Regions from separate parts of the Zea mays genome. Here region 2 is linked to region 1. A link is a contact called in public Hi-C data. All regions are on one chromosome and are shown on one strand. Each heading gives the region's core, a stretch centred on a gene start, on an enhancer-like site or on the middle of the called end of the contact. The rest is flanking DNA. Distances are from core to core; before and after follow the strand shown.

Region 1 (6,966 bases), core at 2,187-4,686:
TGAATTCTAGGCTTATAATATTTGTTCTAAAACCCTGATTTGGTAAGGTAGGACTGTCACGTTAGTCGAAGATCTCTGATCACCACTTAGCGCTGGAAGGCTGTCTAGTGCAGCAACCCGCTATTTTGTGAGCAATATCTTAATATAAACAATTATGTTTATGTGTTTAATCTGCCTTTTTCATCTACAAGCCATGTTTAATTTATAAATGGATCTGAGTAGCTATGTTTCATGTTTCCATTTAATGGAGTTGCCACTGTTCGTTGTTGTTATAATTATATATAACATTTATCTGAGTTTTATGCCTGTTTTATTTAGAATTAAAATATTTAATATATTTAAATATGATGGAAGCATGTCACTTATTTCTCTAAAATTACAACATTACTCACTTAGCCATAAAATAAGGGTACTTCCATATTCTAAGATCATTCTCAGTGTTGGTGTTAGTTAGGTTTCTTATTTGTGTTTCCAAAATGAAATCTTGGTTGAAATAGTCTATCATGGAAGAGAGTTTTATTCAGTGCGATTTCATAATAAATAACATGAAAGAGATACTATATCTAGGTAATATTATAGATATGGTTTCATCCTCATAAATCTTTATTTTTTATCCATTAATCATTCGTTACATCATCTAAATCATTGACATGACACAACATTGAGAATAAAACTCTCGTGAAACACTCGGCGAGAATGCTCTAAGAAAATTAACTAAATACTCCTCCTAAGATTATCCTAATATGAAATGATTGTACCTTGGTAATAGAGAGCTAGAAAAGGCTACAAATGCGAGGGTTTTTATTTACACTTGATAAACCATCGCATAAGAGTTTTTTTTATTTTTTATGATGTGACAACATTTTTTAAAGAAAAATATAAGTGATTTTTTTGCACAGTGTCAATTCTCCATGATTCTCGAAATTAAGACTATATGAAATAATAAAACAAAACCTTTTTTTATTAAAAATGGGTGTTTCATCCAAGTCTTAGTTTATCCATAAGCCATTACATACACAACGTTGTAGCACCTCTCAGCCACTTGGTACTTCTAGGTACCGCTTAAACTAGAAGATCAAGTTATGTTTTTTTTTTTCGAAAAAGGTGTACCTTATTCATCGAGGTTAGTTCTCGATCGCCTAGTTTTACAAAGTTTACTTCTTATTTTCCTAACTGGCAAATTTATCCCTCGGAAGATCAGTTCTTGATTGCCTAATTTTACAAAGTTCGTTGAACGGGAAAGGGAAAAAAAAAGAAAGAAAGAAAATCACTTGGTGGACACGAACATCTGTCTCTGTCTGAACCCTGAATCTGGCACAACACTACACCCCACAGTCGAGACGCGCACGCTCAGAATACAAATGGATCCGTGCTGTGGCCCGGCCCAACGCCATTGTGCTGCACCTGCAGTGCTGCCACGGCCGGTGCCAGTGGCAGTGCGACGCAAGACCAGCAGGGAATGGCAGATAACCAGCAAAACGATGGGGAAACAAGGGCGGCCGCGGGCCAGCCGGAGCCGGAGGAGGAATGCCTTTAACGGTTTCCGAGGCGGCGGCAAGCACGACCTCCTTTAAGGACCAATCACGTGCAGTGGACGGGCCCGAGCCTAGTACCACCGGTGTCGGAGCCGGAGCCGGAGCCGCGCGAGGCGAGACCGGCCAGCCATGGCCGTGTCAAACCTCTTGGCCTCCGCCTTGTGTTGTCGTGCCTCCGTCTCTCCCCACGGTCCAAAAGAGCATGGAGAGTTGACACAAAGTGGTCCTTGTGTCTGGAAAGAGACACTAGAGAGGCCCGACAGCAGGATTAGAACGTGTTTCCCTCCAAATTTAGGTCGAACCATATATGCTGATGGAACCACAAATAACTCACGGAAGGAAAAGAAACCCTCGTGACTTGACTGGACTGGACATGCGAGATGATGTCCAATCCCCAAAATGAACAAGAACGACAGATTACATTACAATACACCAAGATTTATGGCACAAGAACGAACCCCAGACGAGGAACATGCAGATTAGACAAAAGAACCTGGCGCCTCCTAGTACAGGCGGAGCACGCTGCCGGCCTTGGTCGGCAGGCCGGCTCCGCGTGGCCGCCCAGTGCCGCTCCGCATCGGCGTCAGGTAGAAACGCAGCATGCCGTTGTCCGCCGTGGCGGCGCGCCCGGGCGAGTAGCGCGCGCTGCGGTTCCGCTCCAGCTGCGCGTGCGGCTCCTCCCTCCGCCTCACGCTGGCGTCCACGTAGCTGCTGCTGCGCCTGGAGCTGCCGAGCCCGCCGCTGTTGCTGCTGAACGAGCTGCGCGCGCTCAGGCTGCTGTTGCACCGCTGCACCTTGGGGTTGGCTCCGCGGACGCGCAGGTCCGGCCACGGCTCGGAGAAGGAGCGGTCGGCGATGTCCGACGGGCCCCCGCCCCTGCGCCCGGCGGCGCGGCGGTGGATGAGCCCCCAGAGGCTCCACGCCTTGCGCCACCGCCGTGGCTTCTTGGCGGGGCCGGACCCGGACAGCGCCGCCTCCAGGCTCGCGGAGATGTCCTCGATGAGGGAGTTGGAGCTGAAGCCGCGGTCGAGCAAGTCCTCCGCGTGGTGGAAGTGGTAGAACTCTGAACCGCCAACTGGGGACACCCTCCCATTTATTACCGCGGGCGCCATAGGCCTTGGATCCGTCACCTCGAATGACGGCCTGCGTACGGAGCTTGATCGTTCCAGGCTCCGCCGCCTGCGGCTGGAGGAGTCCAGGTAGTAGTCTCTGGTCTGCAAGGACCCACCTGGCGGCTCGGGGTCGAAGTCGTCTTCCACAGGGATTTGGCCGTCGGAGCGCTCGACGATGTCGGCCGGTGTGTCCTCCAGGACGGACAGGATGGGAGGGAGGCGGGAGAGCGGCGGAGGCGCGCGCCCGAGGCCAATGCCGGCGCCGGCGCCGGCGCCGAACAGGTATCCATCCCACGACGCGCGGGGCTCGTCCCACGAGAAGCCGGCGTCATCGATGGACATGCGCGAGGCGTCCAGGGAGAAACGCGGGTCGGTGTCGCACGAGCGCCGCCCACCGGCGAGCTCGGTGCCTGCCTCCCCACGGAGGCGGCTCCGGCCAAAGAACGACGCTTTAGAGCGCTTCTCCGGAGGGGGCATTGCCGCTGCCGCGCCCTTGCTCAAGGTAGCCTCCTTCTTGAGCTTCTGCTTGCGGCGCCACTTGTGCCACTTCTTGCTGAACACGGAGGCGGCCCAGAAGCTCCCGGCGATCTCTTTCAGGTCTTTGGGCGAAGCCTTCTTGTTCTCCGCCGACTCCAGATCGATGTGGTCCTTGATGGCCTTACCTCCCTGGGCCGCCGCATTGCTCTCGGCTGCCACCTCGCCGGAAATGTCCATCGGGACGACGGCAGGGCCCTCCTCGACCACCGGGACTATCTCGTCGGGCTCCATGACCACTGGGATGTCTTCGTCCAAGAAATCGTCAGGGATGCACGGTGCCGCGTCGACGGCGAGCGCAGCCATGGCGGTGGATGAGGAGGCTGGGAATGCGCGGAACGCCGTGCCGTCGCGGACGCGGTCACGGTCGTCCTGGTGGAACAGCGCCCACAGCGTGCTGCGCCCCCGCACGTCACACGAATGCCGCTGCGGCTCGTCCGCCCTGGCGACCTCCGCCGCGGCCAGAGCGTCGCCGCCGCGGCCGCACGAGAACGACTTGCAGCGCCGGAGGTCCGGCGGCTGCGCGGGGCCGGACGCAGACGAGCTGCCGGCGGCGAACGGCCTGGCGAACAGGGACCGGATGGCCGATGTGGACTTGCGCCCCGGCGCGGAGGCGGCGGCGGCGGACGCCTCGAGACCGTGGAGGCGCTCGCGCAGGCACGCGGCGCAGAAGCCGGTGAACGTCTCGCCCGGGTGCAGGTCGCAGCTGGTCGACACTGAGCGGCGCGCGGGCGGCGCCGGCGGGTCCATGTGCAGCGTCGTCATCGGCCCCCGGGTGTCACTCCCCACCCCACCCCGCCCCCCCACACCCACACACCTCTGATGTCACTGTGCGGCTAGCTAGTACAGTTGCGCCATTGCGCTCGTGCTGGTGCGTGAGGAGGGAGCTGCCGGTGCGCCAGGTCTCGGTTTTAAGTAGAGAGGCGTATCGGACAGGGTAAAAGGGTGAAAAGAGCGAGGAGGGAGAGGAAAGTGAAAGTTAAAGGCAAAGAAAGAATCACGGGCCCCGGCGGGGCCAAGCCTTTTGGCTCTTGCCGTCTTGCGGGCTCTCTCACCATTCTCCTCGCTTGCTTCTTCTTCCTCTCTCGATATCTCTCTCTCCAACTTCTCTCTATAGCTCCTTGTCTCCTTTTGCTTTGTGTAGTAGTTCTGCCGTTCTTGGGTTCGTCGTACGCGTTCGCAAATGCGATGGTGTGGGGATTTGCCCTGACGGCTATTGCTTGTCTCTTTGCAGGTAATCTCTGAGCGCAAACGGGATGGTGTGGGGATTTGCCCTGACGCGCAGTAACATCAGTTTGATGGCCTTGCAACCTCACTGCCACTCTCATCATATTTAGCTGGTTTTACTCTTCCTATCGACGCATGCCTAGCTGACTCCATGTTCTTCTTATTGAGCGCCTTCTGTCAGAGGCATACGAATGAGTCGATGATGCCAGACTGCGAGTGCGAGAAACAGTGAACACCCCTCAGAATCATGCAGACGCATTCATATGGTAATCGTAGCTGAAGCTCTTATTATCAGAAGAAGAAAAAAACATACAGAATTGCAACTGATTGCAGACGCCTACTAGTCCCACAAAGTACAGCTTTAGTACAAGCACTGCGGTCATATATATTCTCAGCTTTAGTACAGCTTTGCTCGCTCATCCAGTTCCTCTCTTTCTCCCACACACACACACACATACCCTGCAATAATCTACAGGTTGCCTGTCCGAGCGTCCGTCCTACCGGGATTTGCCTGATCTGAAACCGATTATGTGGGCATGCATAGCATAAGCTGCACGCGCGTAGTAAAAACACATCGCTTTGCAAGACGCAGCTAGCAAACGGCCAAGGATGCCGATGCCTAGGCATGGACATTGAAGTAGTGCAAGTAATTGGCTCCATTATTAACTACTACTACTACTATAATTCTCTTACTAGCCCGGCAGGCGGCAGGCACATTTTTTTGGGAAGATAGCCCGGTACAAGAATGCCCATGAGAGAAGACTTCGACTGGAATGGAAGGAGAAAAGATTCACCATGGATTTCTGATTCCAGTTCAATTTCACCTTATCCTGTCAAAGCAGTTAGAAAAGCTTCAGCATCATGCTCTAAGTAGCTTTTGTTGACAAGGGTGTTGAGGAGGCAAGCTGCGCTTTTCCGAGCTTAGCTTTTCCTTTCTACCCCCATTTCCCAGCCCCCACATGCTTAGGGGTTAACCGGTAAGTTTCCTAACAGCTAGCCAAAGGAGGGAATGAAACACCAGACGATCTGTCCTACGTACTAGGCTGAGAGAAAGACAGACACACGGGTGGATAAGGATTACTGAAGCCCGCTGGCTTAACCATGGCGCAGACCTAGGAGAGGTTATTAGCAGCCAGCTTTTTGGTTACGGCGATCTAGGCACATGACAGGAGACCGGAGTTGTCGCCTTTCTCGAGCTTAGAAAACGATCGTAAACCTCGCTCGGTACCTCCTCTTTTGTTCGCTTTTGCTCCCGCACTACCTTGGCCGATCACACACACACACACACAATAGTCGCCACCCCACGCATGTGCGCGATGCGCCTGCCTGTACGTCCCTTTGTTTTTTATCTAAGACTTTGGTGTGCCCTTGTCTGATAGCAAGTACTATCTAGATTATTGCTTTGGTTGCTGCAATGGTATTGGTAAAATGGAAACGGAATCCGTTCGAAACCGCATGTCTTATCGCAACGTGCTCAACTTCGAATTCTGTTTTCCATTTTGCGTTACGGGTTCATCGGACAACACCGGCGTGCAGCGAGATGGTTGGACTGATGCCTTTTGTGTACTCGTAGGTTCAGTTTAGCCCACCACATGAAAACATGGCCCACGCAACGCTCAATATGGTTAGAAACAGAAGAGAGGTTCCTGCGCGAGCCAGCCCACGCGGCTAAGCTGGCAGACACCCGCCACAATCGCTAGCAAATAGCAACACTAGTACCACACCGCCCAGAGATCAAGGGTATCTGAGCATATAAACTGTACTGTGAAGGTTGCTGGCACACAAGCTGTGAAGAAAAACACCAGCATTGGTGGGTCCAGTGCGATCATCTTAACTTGTGATGTCACTCGCTACTCTGAGCTTGTTCTCTCTTTTTTTTGTATTTTTGTACGCTCTAGTGAGTGGTGCCAAATAGCAACACTAGTACCACATCGCCCGGCAAATAGCAACACTAGTACCACATCGTCCGGACAGCAAGCCCTATCTGAGCATATAAACCGTGCCATGCCATCAAGATTAATGGTGGGTTCAGTGCGATCTTCTGAACCTTGGATGACACTCGCTACACTGAGCTTGTTCTCTTTTTTTTTTTGTAACGCGCCCTATCTGAGCATATAAATCGTGCCATCAAAATTAATTAACAAAGGGTATAACAAGCTATGATGAATACGTATAAGCACTGGTGGGTTCGGTGCGATCTTCTGAACCTTGGTGGATGACACTTGCTACTCTGAGCTTGTTCTCTTTTTTTCCCTAACTAAATTTCAACGAGTTAATATAATGATTTTTGCGATGATTTTCTTTGATGGGCCGCACTTGCAGTCCATCAATTGTGCAGTTTGTACTTAACGATGCATCGTGGATATATTTCTTCTGATTATATACTTACTAGTAAGATGTTCATGTTAATGCTACGAAAAATCTAAAAGACAATAATTTTAATTGATATGAAGTGAATACACATCTATTTTAGTACTTTATCGCACTCCATGGTAAGATTCCAAGATGTCTGTTTTGGTAGTTGGAACCAAGCACCTACTACATAGAAGAAAGAAAAA
Region 2 (6,966 bases), core at 1,844-4,343, 190 kb before region 1:
AACATCGGGTATCACTGATCTGCATCTCTTCCTCAGTACAACAAAGTGCATGCTGTCAGCCCTGTTACTAGACAAATTGCAGGTTCCGGTCACCTTAGGTGAAGTGCGATGTAGTGGTTGGATCCGTTCCTCAGTCTGCCGACTAGAGTATTACCTAGCTCTTCGATCTCTCGACTGTACCTTAGCGCCTCGTAGTTTGCACGGCATCGGAGCCTTTGGATGGAAGGAGGGAGACCGTTGTTGGCAATGCGTGAATCTGTATGTGTGAATCTCACAACCCTGGCCTTCTTCAGTGTCTTTGTGAATGCCCTATAATAAGAAGCCTGAAAAAAAATATATTAAATCATCATCTTTCTGCCTGCTCATTTTTTCCCTCCTAATATGCAGTGGTTGGTTTGGTTCATACCCTGGCCCAGGACTTGGGTGCTCTAGTGTAGGGTTTGAACCTTTTGAAATCTGGCGGCAAGGAGTCCACAACCATGATATCATCCTCTAGAGTTTGCTTGAAGTGTTGCACGTCAAATATATCTTTGAAATCACTGCACGCCAAGCGAAAACATGAGTCCCCCCCGCCAAAAAAAAAACTTGCATAGGTTTCTTGCTGTACTTGGTTCAAGAGAGGAGGAGGGACCTTGGATCAGTCCAGAACGATTTGTGATCCAGGGCCGGGATTACTAGTGTGGCATTCATGAGCTTAGCAACCGCGACCATGTCACTTATCTGCAAGGATGATTTTGAAGGGATGATTGGAAGGCATTTTCCTCTGTTTTTTTTAAAAAAAGAAGATCAGTGGATACGTACTCCCAGTCTCATTTGGTTAAGTCCACCATTGGCGTCGGCGATTATATAGCCAGCGGTCGTACTGTTGGTTCCTGATCGGGGGAAAAAAAGAAGCAGAGCAAGCGTTGCCCGAGTCTAGGCGCTCAGTTAAGACCTATTGTTACTTAGAACTAGTGTTATTAAACTGAAGGAAGGTGTGGGGGGGAAGAAGATGAGCTCACCGTGACGATTCTTCGTGCGTCCAGTGCACTTCGTGTAGCCCTCGCTATCTGGTTTTGTCCATACCTGGGCCATCATCTGCTGGATTCCAAAACAAAAAAAAAACAGCACAAAATTAAAGTAGACGGTACCATTCATTCGAGCAGATGTCGCGTCGAGTCAATAAACGTAGAATATCTCAGGCATGTAGATTAGGAGCATCGGTATGTAACTAAACTCTTTCTGCTCCTTGATTTGCAGGTCTACAGATGCTTTAGGTAGGCGGCAGACAGGCAGAAGTTTGTGTTTCCCAGTGTCCAATGAACAAGGGACTCTCTTTTTGCCGTGTACTAGTAGTCATACAAGCACTAGTGGCACTTTGCGGGGATAGGATCGGTTGATGTAAACTCCCACTTTATGTCCATTCTTTTTTTTCTTTCTCTCTCTCTCTCTTTCTTCTTTTTTGATGTAGAATTTTTTGGAGGCTCGGTAAGGATAGGATTAGCGGCTTGGAACCGCCAAAAAAATTTGTTACATGCTCTAGGTATCTCTGTCTTGGTTGTCAAATGACAAGGTGTCACTGTCGTCACCATAGCTGCTTATCGGCCCTGTTTGGCACAGCTTATTTTCAGCTTCTTCACAAATTTAAGCAAAAGTTCTGCCAAACAGCTAGCTTCTGCAGCAGCTTATCAGTTCAGCTGCTTCTCAGAATACACTAAAAGCAGTCAACAAGCAGAAGCTGCTTTTCACCAGCTTATCAGATAAGCTGCTTTTTCAACAAGCAGCAGCTGTGCCAAACAGGGCCATCATCTGGTTGTTCTGCTTCCAAAGGGTTCCGCTGAACCCACAGGAGAGGCCGAAAATGACTCTCAAGCCTACGTATCCTAATCCTAATGTTGTTTGATTCCGCAGCGAAGTAACAAAACACGGCAACTGAAAGCAGACTTGTCGTGTTTTTTAGTCCAAGAAGATCAAATCATCCAGTCATCGACTTGGTTTGGGTCTCGGCACGTTCGAATGGTTTCTAGCCAGGCCCATGCAGAGCTCTGAGAGCCGCGAGTTTAGTGCGTGATTAACATGCACGCGGACACCAAGCCGGCAGCCTCTAGTGAGCAGAGGTGCATGGCAGGACGAAAAACATAACGGGGCAGTCAGTCAATAACGGCGATCGAGAGTAGAGCTAAGCTACGCACCGACGGCGGCGGGTCGTCGTCGTCGAGCGGGCGGCGAGCCACGGCGGCGAGGTTCTCCTCCTCCCCCAACCGCAGCGCCTCGGCGGGCACCGCCCTGCGGACGAGGCGGCTCCCCATCCCCGCGCCGACGACGGCGCCCCGGCGCGAGGTCGTCGTGACGAGGCCGACGACGACGGCGGCGCCGAGCAGGCACGCCACCGCGTTCCGCGCCCAGGCCTGGTCGAGCACGGCCGCCGCCCGCTTGCCGCTGGCCCTCCGGGCGAAGAACAGGGCCCTCGCACGCGCCGCCCCGCCGGAGCGGTCCGCTGCGGCGGGCAAGTCCGGGAGGCGGCGGCGGTGCGCCGCGCCGGACGTGACGGGGCTGCAGCTGCTGCTGCTGCTGCAGCTGCAGGGCGAGGACGAGGGTGCCGACGGTGTGGGTGACGGCGACGCGACCATGGCCGGAGCGGCTTTGGTTTAGACTTTAGACAAGTGCGCAGCCAAGCCAAGCCAAGCGCGGGAGCTCGATCGCGAGGAGGAGGGAGACCAGAGCAAGCAGAAGCAGGAGAAGGGGCCGGGCCGGGTGGCGCTGGCGCCCTGCCTTGGCCGCTTCGATGGGCAACCGCGCGGCGCTGGACGGGAGGGCACGTAAGGGAACGTGGGGGCGAGGTGGGGTGGTGGTTTGCAGCTTGCACGAGGGGGTCGTCGGTCGTGCGCGCGCGTGCATGCCCTGCCCTCCAGGGCCACAGCCCGCAACCCCTGGTGATTTTGTGAGAGGGAGGGAGGCAGAGCAGGCGAGCGAGTTCTTCAGGAACCAGGCTCGCCTCACCGGTGTCGTTGCCACCTCCACTGTGCCATGTTCGCTGGCTGGCTGGCTCGACCACACCGCACGGGCTCGCTTTCCCTGTCCAGGATCTCTTTCGTTTATCGCGGGCTGTGACGGGCGCGTGCGCGGGTGGTGTAGAGCAGCGAAGCCGAGGGACCCGATCGGAGGACGCAATCATTTGGCGCACTGCGCGGCTCGTGGAGACGTGTTCGAATTTCCCAGGACCCCGTGGGCATCCCGTCCGGTTCTTCTTCTGTTTCTCCCCGAGGTTGAGATGGACACTGGTCCGAATTCGCCGTTACAGGCAACCGGCATGGCCGAGCAGCAGCACACGTGAAGCGAAGAAGCAGGTATAGTTCCTGCACGCGCAGACACGTGGAAGTAGCTCAATGGAAACTAGCTGAAGGTGCCAGGCCCGTACGATGTACTACTGTGATTAATGCGCACTGTACTACTGTGATTGTCACATTCATTCCGCACTGTCAGTGGATGTGGTCCCGACGTGCTAGTGCTAGTGCTAGTGCTAGCGCGCCTGATTCCTTGCTTTAACCGGAACAAACCAAAAAAAAAAACGATGACCATTTTGGTGGGTATGTAGGGACGACGATTAAACGGGTGTTAGTGCAAGTGACGACGCGCTGACCGAGTTCTATCTCTCCCGCTTTGACGTAGCCCCGACACGAGCGAAACGCCCCGGTTTTTATCCGGCCCCAGGCCCCCAGCGCCGTGTCAGCTGCTTGACTGCGACCCTTGAAAAGTCAGCTGGGCACGTAGCTACGACGACGCGTTCATGTTCATGTTTGTATTTGCATAGTACGCCCTTCATGTTCATGTCTGACCCCGAAGACTTGTCCTAATTCGCCTTGCTCTCGTCTCCTCCCGCTTGTTCACATCGCCCGGCCGGGTACATATATACGGACGACACGCCCGGCCGCCGTGCAGGACCGGGAATTCGTAACAGGGACGACGACGACGACTAGCTGATCCTCCCATCTCGTCGTTTCATGTCTGTTCTCTGCTACTTGGCGTCTCATCGTTGCCCATGTGTTGAGTTGTGTGTGATTCTGTCCATCGGGCAGGCAGGTGAAGGCCAACATCGTCCCGTCCCGAGTGGGGAAGGAATCCATCCAGGTTTGGTGGTGGTCTAATCAGGTTGACACGCGCACTTTGCTTCGTGTTGGTGCTCGTGAACCCACTTTGCTTACCCGCCTCATCATGTTGTACATGGCGGCACCACGGGGTGCCGGTCGATTATTGAACGCCGATTATCTCTCTCTCTCTCTCTCTCTCTCTCTCTCTCTCTCTCTCTCTCTCTCTCTCTCTCTCTCTCTCTATCTCTTTGTCAGAATGACCACAGCGCAACCAAGGATCCCTGAATGTGCGGTATGGAGTCACAAATTAAAGGCGTCTGTTTTATTCCTCACTGGTTCGATGAAGACTGCAAGAGGTAGCGACATGTTGTTCTTGACGGAGACGCGAGGAGCGCTCCGTTTCCTGGTAAACGTTGTCCTCGACGGAGCCCGATTAGGCAGCGGCGCGACGCGGACAGGATTCTCGTGGCAACACCAACATCTGTGTGTGAACAATTAGTCTTGAGAGCTAGCCATACTGCTAACCTGCCGGTACCCAACGAACGAACGGTCCATTCTCCACACCGGCCTCAGCCCACTCCATAGTCCATCCAGTCCAGTCCAGCGCGCCGGAGCGTGCGACTCTGCCGAGCGCTGACTGCTGCTGCAACGTCAGCCTGGTCACGGGCTCTGCAACGACGCGAAGCAACAAAGCATCCGATCCGATCCGATCATATGTCTTGACACCAACTGCAACAATTGACAAAAGGTAAAACCTGCAGAAACACAATTTTGATTCGGTAATTCCGGGCTGCAACGACGACACGATAACGACAATATGAGCACTCACCATCAGGGTGTGGGTGTCTGTCTCGTGTGAAGGGGAGATCCAGCATAAGTTCACACACATTAAAAAGGACGGGGAAAAAGGGGTTCAAAACCGCCACTCAGACTCTAGTCTCTATGCACTTCGCACATGACAGTTACACCAGTTAAAAGTTCTTAAACCCATTCAGTTCAGACTATGCATTTCGTATACGGCGTTCAGAACCGGGGAAAAAAAAAGAAGAAGGCATAACTCCACTCAAATGGTGGGCAGTTTCTGTTTGTACGGGTCTAACTCAGTTACAGAATGATCAGAAAGTGCCAGACTATTCTTCTTTCGCTGACCCTTTCTCCTCTACAGAAGGAACCTCCCTTCTGGTGTCGCTTCCTGAAGCCAACTCCTGGATGTCCTCCTCACAGGGAGGTGCGCTCGGTTCAGCTTTACCAGCTTCTTCCTGGTTATTATCTTTGCTCGGAGCTGCTTCACGAGCAGGAGAATCTTGTGAATCGCTATGTTCTCGAGCTGCGGCATAGCTGGCAAATGGAACCCCAGTGTCCATCAAGCTGGCAGCTATAGCAGCATTCAGATCAGCCTCTTCTTGCTGCGCTGCGATCATGTCCATTTCACTCATCCCTTCTGGTTGTTCAGCAAGTAGAGGGGATTGTACCTGCTCAGTAGGTGGTGTTTGCACCTGGTTACAGGAGGCTGTTATCCTCCGGGCGTCATCAGGGGTAAACCATTGACCGAAACCGTTAGAGCCTTCGGTTGCCATAGGGCACTCCTTGGGGAAATTGCCTCTAACTGCAAATATACTCCAGCCTGACCCCTTCAGGGTGTCAATGAAAGCTGAGAGGTAAAACTTCGACAGGTGCTCGGGAGCTGGGTAGAGACTATTAAAGTTGTACCACTCCCCGTTCACCTTCCTCATGCAGAACCAGTGGTCCTGCAGGTGGCAAATGAAAGCAACCTCCTGCTCTGGGTCAAATAGGGACGACCCTGCAGCTGGGGAATCAAGGGGTATAACTTGGAGATCCCAAACCTCCAGCGCCTTCTGCAAAACCTATTTAAAAGAAACCTATTCAGACGAAATGGATAAAATCTATCTGTGTAATAGACTGGCACCATATTCAGATGAATTAGGTTAATGGAGCGCATAGACTTTACATGTGGACATGAATAAAAGCAAGACTCTTGACAGCATTTCAGATTCATTACAAAGATACATGCATAGATGATGCTTTCATATCAAATGTAGTATAAAGACTGAGACAAACAAAGTGAAGAATCACAATTTGTGTATTTCACCGCATAACCACATCCCATCTGTCCAATTTCAGATTGGCTATCTCCAGCAGCACTCCTATCTCATACCCTACCTTGCCTCCTATTTCAAAATTCACTCTACAAACAGTAGATAATAGTGTTTTGCACGACCATATGCACAATCTGCTGGACACAGCCTAATGTGCACCTTCTTAAAAAATGTACTGCAAATATTTACCCATTCCATGACTCTACGAGTGTGCCAGGACCCATGACTAAAATATCGCAGCTTTGGGTTAGAAACGAAAACTTAATGAATTCATAATCATCTTTCCCCCATTTCACATCCAAATGTGTAAAGTGATAATCAGAGGATCTGACCAGGACACTGCAGTTATAAAATGCAAAGATGAACATGGTTCAATGAAGAAAAAGAGGAAATAGCTAATTGCTCCATATAATGGCTGATAAAATAGAAAGTGCTAATGCAAAGATGAACATGATTCAAAGAAAAAAGGGAAATAGCTAATTCCTGCATAAGTTCGGCGACCCTTCTATACATTCTGAAGGCTGAAGGAGAAAACTTTAAAAGAACTGGAGTGCCTCCATATTGCAAAGTGGCATATCAGGATAGCATTAAAGCATATTCACAGAAAATTGGTGTCAAATTAAAAACTTTATGGAGACATGCACAAACGACTATAAATATAAAAATGTGTGAAACATCATAATATCAGCAACATCCAAAACAGTCGGCATTCACCGCTATTTGTGCTCAAATTCATTGTTTTATGACTGACAGGTATGGGTTTTATCTACAGCATCATTCTT

What was found. A called contact is a pair of places that touch in the nucleus more often than the background predicts.
Region 2: a contact with region 1 is called in a Hi-C map of tassel, with 2.0 times the contacts expected there. The contact joins the promoter of LOC103636489 here to the promoter of LOC100217015 in region 1. A contact is called at or near these places in 2 of 25 Hi-C or Micro-C datasets (leaf and tassel).

The regions. Positions count from the first base shown.
Region 1 is chr8:174,116,508-174,123,473 of Zm-B73-REFERENCE-NAM-5.0, reverse strand. LOC100217015 reads right to left here and starts at 3,436. Exons shown (of 1, transcript NM_001143391.2): 1 at 1,798-3,436. The coding sequence starts at 3,415. The coding sequence ends at 2,039.
Region 2 is chr8:174,305,373-174,312,338 of Zm-B73-REFERENCE-NAM-5.0, reverse strand. It overlaps LOC103636489, which reads right to left and starts at 3,093. Exons shown (of 8, transcript NM_001330558.1): 1 at 2,172-3,093; 2 at 1,002-1,077; 3 at 802-872; 4 at 632-720; 5 at 407-539; 6 at 94-323. The coding sequence starts at 2,609. It overlaps LOC100283523, which reads right to left. Exons shown (of 2, transcript NM_001156423.2): 2 at 4,963-5,932. The coding sequence ends at 5,198.